2 separate regions of the Drosophila melanogaster genome follow, and region 2 is linked to region 1. The links are chromatin contacts, called in public Hi-C maps. All regions are on one chromosome and are shown on one strand. The core of a region is the stretch at or near the end of the contact, and the rest is flanking DNA. Distances in the headings are between cores, read along the strand shown. Region 1 holds the start of ple (pale). Region 2 holds the start of Prat2 (Phosphoribosylamidotransferase 2).

Evidence for each region. A called contact is a pair of places that touch in the nucleus more often than the background predicts.
Region 2: a contact with region 1 is called in a Hi-C map of the Kc167 cell line, with 1.5 times the contacts expected there. A contact is called at or near these places in 5 of 107 Hi-C or Micro-C datasets (the Clone 8 cell line, the Kc167 cell line, the ML-DmBG3-c2 cell line and 2 more).

Annotation. Positions count from the first base shown.
Region 1 is chr3L:6,717,381-6,721,440 of dm6, forward strand. It overlaps ple (pale), which reads right to left and starts at 2,145. Exons shown (of 7, transcript NM_001300026.1): 1 at 1,625-2,145; 2 at 524-635; 3 at 173-292; 4 at 1-46. The coding sequence starts at 1,693.
Region 2 is chr3L:6,913,594-6,917,524 of dm6, forward strand. It overlaps Prat2 (Phosphoribosylamidotransferase 2), which reads right to left and starts at 1,283. Exons shown (of 3, transcript NM_079225.3): 1 at 1,048-1,283; 2 at 821-987. The coding sequence starts at 1,096.

The DNA.
Region 1 (4,060 bases), core at 895-3,394:
TCCGACTGCTCCTGTTCAACGCTCTCAAACTCAACATCCTCCTCAACTAAAAGCGAATGAAATAAAAATAATAATAAAGCCCATGAAAATCATAATCAAAATCAAATCAAAGATAATAGGCTCAGAAAGAGGAGTAACTGGCATGGGAATTGAAATGGAAATGGATATTAACCTGGAACATATTCCTCCAAGGGCAGGTTCTCCAGATTGGCATGCTCGTCCTGGAGCTCCACATCTTGCTCGGAGGGAATGTGCTCCTGAGCCTGCACAATGCAATCTTCCAGGGAATCGTCTTTAAAATCATAAAAATAAAAACGAAGGCAAATAATAAATAAAGGGTTAAAATGAATAAGAAAAAAACGCAAATCTATGTCAAAACGAATAAAATGAAATAAAAATTGCAACTTTTTAAGTTTTTAATCAACAAGTAAAGCCCTAGCTGCAAAATTTCCCTTTTGATCCCAAATAGAAACCCTCTTTGGAGCTATTTTAGTGACCCACTTGTTGGACCCTATCCACTTACCATTTGCCTTGCTGCGGGCCTCCTCGAGGACGGTTTGTTTGGTCTGCTTGACCACCAGGGTCTCGAAACGGGCATCATCCACCAGGCTGCGACGGCGGGATGGATAGCCATTCTGGAAACGAAAGCGAAAAGATTGAAGTCCGTGTTAGTGACACTGGCAGGATGTGGAGCGGAAATTAGACGATTGCCTTGACCTTCAAGCCAGGGTGGCTTTCTTCGGCTCCACGCTTGGGTGGTGACTTTGAGCAGAGTATTGCGCAATTTTGAAAATATTATATAAAATGGTGTGTGAAAGCGCCGTCTTCAGATCTTTTTCTTTGAATAAAGCTGGCTATTCATGGAACTGTATTGATTGTGATTCAAAGCCACGAATGGTAATTTAATGCGATGTCGCCGCTTCGAAGCGGGCAGGTGCGAAGATAAATGATATGTGACTGAGAAATCGAAAATCCCCATGCGATTCTGGCGGGAAAAAAATGCAACTGGCGATCGTTAAAGGTTTTTTTTCTTTCTTTTTCTTGATGGGGGGAAAAAGGTTTCCATCACTTGCAGTTTTCACTGTCAGCTCGTTTTTTTTTTTTTTTGTTTGTTTGTTTTCTTCAGTTTTTTTTTTTGGGCCACCGCTTTGGCTGATGAAAGATGACCAACTCATTGAATCATTTATATTGATTTCATATTTTTTGTTTTGCTCGGACGCAGCATAAACATAAACAGAGACGAGTCAACAACAATGAGGCGCGACTGTTTCGGCCAGGCTAAGTGCATGGGGCCCAAAGGCAGCCACTTTCACTTATTTGTTAAATAATAACTTAACACACAACCCGTTGTGTCCGTTGGCGATTTGGGCCTTTCGATTTGGGCCGCCTGTTCTTAGAGGTGTGACTTAATGGCCAACCGAGGATTGAGTTTGGTCAAATTGAATTGGCGAAAAAGAAATGCGGGATCACAAAAATGGGCTCGACTACTGGCCGGTTAACTGGTTTTTTTTTGAAAACACAAAACCTTTAGATAGTCACGTAGACCAAATCTAGTCACTCATTTGCTTCTTTTTTTTTACAATTCGATTTGGAAATTGTATGTTTTGCTGGATTTTCGACTCACCTCAATACTGTAGGATTTCTTGATGGCGAACATCTCGCGGTTCTTTTGGGCTGCTGCAACGGCCATCATTTTTTTTTGTGTGTTTGGGTTGTTTTCGTTTGGGGTGAACAACAAAAATTTACGCAAAGTGTTGGCAAAAACACTTAGAATACTATTTGCTTATGTGCTTGGTTACGCTTTTCTTGTTTGATTTGCAATAAGCACTCGAAATGTGTTGACACTTTCACTGCTTATTGGCGATCTGGCTGGGTGGTTTTGTTTTTCAAGAAAATCGCTCCTGGTACTGAACTGTTTGCGTCTAGAATTGAGCTGGACAAGAACTCTCGACTCTCGAATTCACGGCGGGATATATAGATGGTTGATCGGTTGAACTTTAGCTGGATCCTTTCGCGAACTCGAAACTGATGTGGTGATGTGTATTATCCTTGTCAGCTAAATTGTATTACAACAAACAGAGTCAGCAAACTACTTGAGGCTGGGCACAAGTCTTTAGGGCGAATGATAGCGAATCAATGCATGCTTCATGTCGAGTTGCCGCCGCTTAAATACCCCCAGATTCCGATTCCGACGGCCAAGTTAACGAACGTTTCGGCCGATTGCCGACGATTGTTTGCTTCACCAAACGACGATGACTGGTTTTCGCATGACGCGACTGTGACGTAGTTGCCCAGCTGTAGCTGGGTTAAAGCCAAGATGCCGATGCCGTGGGGTTTCCTCTCACCAGCCAGCTAACCAGCTAGCCAGCCAGCTGAGTGGGTCGAGAATCGCGGGGCCTGACTCGACTCAACTTGGTCGACCAAGTTCAAGTGCGGCAACAGGCTAGAACGTCGCATTGGCCATGTTTTTGTTGCTCTTGTAGCTTGGCTAAAAAGCGGGGTTAACCATTAGCGCGTGCGCGTCAATCGGAATGGTGGTAGAATACCCCAAAAGTATTCAGTCAGTCGAACGGGAGTCATTTGAAAAGCCTCAACAGGTCATACAGAAAAAACCAAAACAAATCCAAACAAAGCGAAGCTAGTCCATGCCAAATGTTAAGCATACGCCGTGTGTGCACAGAGCAAAATAATGAAAATATATGACATTCTTACTCTGTAAGTTGTTTTAGGGAAATGTTTTTAACCACTAGAATTATTTTAAAGAAGTAGGTTAAAATTATTAAGAATGTTTTAGACAATAAAAGCACCTTACGTTTATGATACGTTCCATTTTTCTAGGTGTAACAACAGTCGAAGATCTCGTTCAGTTTTAGAACCCAGCAATTCGCATTAGATCCTGAATGACTCAATCGAATCGCGTCAGAACTAGAGCGGATGCTGAAGCGGATCGTATAGGGACCAAGTGAAAGTGAGCTGGAAAACAAAGTAATGGTAAACAGGAAGTACGGATCACATGGCTGCGTGCGTGCCCGAGATGTAAGTAGGTGGCACCCAGCCATATCGATTAAATTTTAAAAGCACATTTAACAACTAATTTGCATGCGTAAATGTAGCACATTAAACTAAGCCCGGGCGATAAGTACAGGCACATTACAATATCTATGGCATAATTGAAAGCCCCGTCAAAACATCTGGCGATTGGGATTTGCATATGGCAGCTGACGGATTACGAGACCGACCATATAGCAATCTATATAAATAATTATATATATATTCCTGTCCTGTAAGCTGATAACGTTGGCAAGGCTGCCGCCGCTTCTCAAATTGGACTCGGGCCGCCAATTCGAATGACATTTTCAGTGGCAGTGGCAGTGGCAGCATTATTTTCAATCGTGTTAGCTTTTAACCAAATTCAGTTAGCGGCGATGTCGAGATCGAAGCAAATTTGCCATTGATCTACATATGTGCACTTGTACTTGCCAACAATCCGGTCATCCTTGCAGCCTGCATCTAGCAACTAACTAACTAACTAATGCCGATGTTAATGCGGACCGTTCAAATTAGTAGATCGAATCGTTTGATTGAGCTAACGAGCCCGATAATGAGCTAACACATCACATATACGTCTATTTGCTTCGATCCGCATTAAGTTATTAAGGCATCTGGAGTAGCAAAAACATAATTATCGATCTGATAGATCCATTATACAAATTGGATCGATAGAGTGGGATTGGTGAGTTAATAAGTTTGTGGGAGCTAGGAAATACATTTGACAACATCGAAAAGCTTTTTACTTAGAATATCGAGGGTAATAATTAATAAATAGCACTTACTGGAAATAACTTAAATTATTTAAAAAATATAATACTATCCAACTAGCAGTAAACTGCGTACTATATTACCCATTAGTCACTGGCAAAAAAAGTTCCCACATTAGCCTTAATACCACATTCACATTCGGCTAAACATTTACTTCCGATTTTCGAGCAATATTTTAGGAAGCCAATCAAATAATAATTTCAGCTAAATGTTGTTATAGTTTAAGTGCCTACAGATTAAA
Region 2 (3,931 bases), core at 33-2,532, 200 kb after region 1:
GTGAATATTGAATAATAAAGACCAGGGGGTGCTGTGCATCGATATGGCGTATCATTTTCCAAACTCAGTATTAAGAATTGTTATTTTAAGCTTAGTTATTCAGCATTTTCTTGAATCAAATCACATCAGATCAAAGCAACTTAATACTTTTTTTTCTGCATACCTAGCCCAACATATAAGATAGTTTAGTAATGCTAATTCCAATCAGTTGACTAGCAAAACAGATAACTGTATGCCGATTTCCGACCGTGAATACACCAGTACTTTCTGTTATTTTCCATTTCATTACAGTCGAGCAATAAAAACATGAACAACAGAGATTACAACCGCACGGCAAACCAAATCCATGCGATTCAGTTCGATCTCACTGACGTCACCGCAGCCACTGGGCATTGGCCACAGATAGATGGACATCGTTAGAAGATCAGCAGGGGGTGTATCTGAACGGGGCTAACCATTGACCCACTAACCATTGATTGGCATACGTCTGACGTACTACATGGTCGTCCATAGGATCTTGCTAAACGGGTGATGATGGGCTTGTGACAGCCCCAATGACTTCGAGATATTGATATAGTTATGATCGGCATTTCATGGTGGCTATCTACTATGTCCTAGTAATATTTATTATATATTAACAATTGATTGTAATCTGCTACACATATTTTTCCGGAATTTTCCAAGTATTATATTTAAGTTTAATTTTGCTTTAAACATTTTTTCTTAAACCCAAATTTTTACCTTTGTGTTTTTCTATACTATATGTCCTATCTGTCCTATATTACATATTACATTAAAAAAAAAAATATTTTGTTCTTACTTGTGTTGGGTAATCCCCGCAAGCGATGGCTGCAAAAACACCGCATTCGCAGGTCATTCCGGTGGCATCCTCTCCTTTGGGTTGAACAGACTTGTAGATTTTGTCGGGAAACATTTTGGGAGATACGCCGCTCAAGATCACATCCTTTGTCTTCTGGCAGCACTCATCTGTTGCAGATTGCAGATTTAACTGTGCACAATCACTATTAAATATTTATGAATTCTTACCTTTATTAAGCTTGGCACAGCAATTTCCAGAATCACTTTGCGCCATCATATGCTTGGATTTTAGTAACTTCTATTTCTACGTATGTTTTGAGTATCGATTTTCTTGGTTGAGAATTGGTATTGACTACGATTGAGACACTGTACACTTTGCACGAGATCGCTGGCTAAGTCGAACACTCGGTCACTACTGGAATTGTTCACGTCTGCATTGATTGAATGCCAGCGGAATTATGAATGTTCATGTTACAGCCGCGCCTAATTAAACCTCCGATCATCGTACATATATGGCTGGTAGCTGATATACTCGTCGTGGTTATCAGTTGAGCTGGGAATGCAATCTCGGCGGGCGGAGCGGGATCGGGAAGATTCCGGTGGTTCCACAACCGCATCGAGAAACGCATGTCGGGCACAAAATTTGATACCGCCGCCGATTTATGCCAGTTATACCAAAAATAAACACTGTGATTCCTTTCTCACGTTTTGGCTTTGATCAACATCATTCCGATTCAATGACCGCATTATGTCTGTCTAGTCTTCAAAATCACGCATCTCACTTTGGCATTGATCTCAAATCAGCAAATCATATGCGCCTTTTTAAACGAGTCCGACATCGATTTCCTTATCAGCTCGATGCGCTAGCACATGCATTTCAAGTTCAAAGTTTAATAATTTATATTTAAGGGCCCCCCTTGGAGACAGAGTCAGCGAAAAATCTTCTTGTCTTGCCTAAGCTTTTACATAATCCATCCAACTTTCATGTTGACACTTTGTTGCTTATCGGGAAAATGCGTTCAATGACGCATTTTAGAAGTGTTTTCCATTTCGGCGTAAACAATAACAGATTAAATTATGTTTTCCTTTTGCAGCTTAAATGGGCTGTGCTATCGCGAATGTACGCTAAATTCCAAGCCCCCCAGTAGAGCACAATCGGCGAGGGTTGATCGATCCGCTCTCGATCGCACGATTAAATGAGGGATCGTAAACAATAAACAAATTCAACTTCAGTCGCCAACTAATCACTTGTGCTAATTATAGCCACCAGTTGATATATATTACATGCAGGCCACTTGTTTATAGGCTAGAAAACCCAAAGCCATGTGATCGCTGATCAACTGATTTTCAATTTAATTATTATTTTTTTTTTAGCACTAATTTAGCTTCCGATTGGGATTCGCACCTCATCTGATGCAATCGAAGCGACCGCAGGCATAAGCCTGCTGTGGTTAAGTCGTGTTGTCTACCTGTTAAAGTGGGTCTCTCGCCCTCCCCAACAAAACCGATTCACTTCGAATAGGTGCTAAGCAGAACTGAGGGGTCCAGACAAAACACCGCCGTATTTATGAACGTGTTGTATAAGGTCGGCGAGAACGGGACATTTTTAATCGCTAGAATAAGTTGTTTAAATAAACAAAAAATATAATAGAGTTGTGTTGAATTAAAAATTCAAAAATTTATTTGAAATAACTATTCCAATATCTGGATAAGCTACTTTGAATGAAAGTACTATCGCTTTGTGTTTGAATAATTTGTCTATTTACTATAATCATTATACTCCAAATTGGCAAATAGTAAATAAAAGAGTATGCCATTCTTCCAACCAACAATTATTGCCACTTTCCTAATCAAAATACGCGTAATCCCTTCGCAATCTCCATTAGCATCCCCATGACAATTGCTCTATCAAAACTTAAAGTTTCCATTTCCAAATCCGTCGATTCATAGTCGCCCTTTAACAAAGAGATAACCCATATATAGGTAGCCCCCCATCATTACCTTTTATTATCAGCATTTTTCGGCCAAAACAACAAACAATCAAGCAAACAAACGAAATAAACAAAAACTAAGCAAACAAACAGCAAAGCGCAGATAATCAGATGCGGCATATAATGTGGAAATGAGCCTGACTTTTTGGAAGAACCGAAATACTATATGCTGTTTGGGGAGGGGTGTCCAAGAAAAATGACCAAGCGAAAATCGCTGCGATGGGTTTGGGTTTGGGTTGGGTGGCAGTGAGACATGTGTAACCACTTGAATTTCATTTGGCGAAAAGCTTTATCGAAAATTATGCGAATGTTGGTTGACTTTTGGCCAAGCGCCACCGAGCAGGCCGAATTGCTCCGCGGGAAACCTCCTCCAAAGCTCCACCTTACCGGAAAAATAGAAGTGGAAGCCGGCTAATGCACTGACAGAAATGGTTGCTTAAGAAATAGTCAATAGTTATTTCCCTATAAATAAAACAAAAAAAAAAATAATAATAATTAATAATAAATAAAGAAATTTATAAAAATAAGGCTTATAATTTCAGAGAAGAGTTTGTGTATTTGTATATTTTCTTATTAGTAGTATTACAGCCCTATTTTAAGTTTAAAATTTTGTTTTTAATTTCTAACTTATGTTTTAGGCTTTTAATTCTTACTGTGTAGGCAGCTAACTGCTTAGAAGTCTGATAAAAATCCAGCACACACTCACAGCTAAGCAAACAGATAATAAAGAGGAAAATGATGCTTCAGCAAGTGGGTTGGGTTGGCTTGGGTTGGGTTGGGTTCGCGTTTCCAGGAGGGACTTTTCGCATATGTGAGTGCCACACCCCCTGCTGCTCCTTGGACTGCTGCTCCTTCGCCTCGTGGAGTGGCGTCCAGTTTGCAGCTCCTGGACGATGGACCATGGATTGTGGACCATGAACCACGGACCGTCTGCCTCATGCATAATTCAGCAGAATTCTGAATGATTATTCTTTATGGGACTGTTTATTTCTTTTGACCATTTATTTCAAGTTGCTTTCGTTGCCACGCTGCGTTCCCCTGCCCTCCTTTTTCATTATTTTTATACAGTTTCCAGTTGCTTGCGCTCGAAATGATTTTGACCAACGGTGACGCAAAAATCA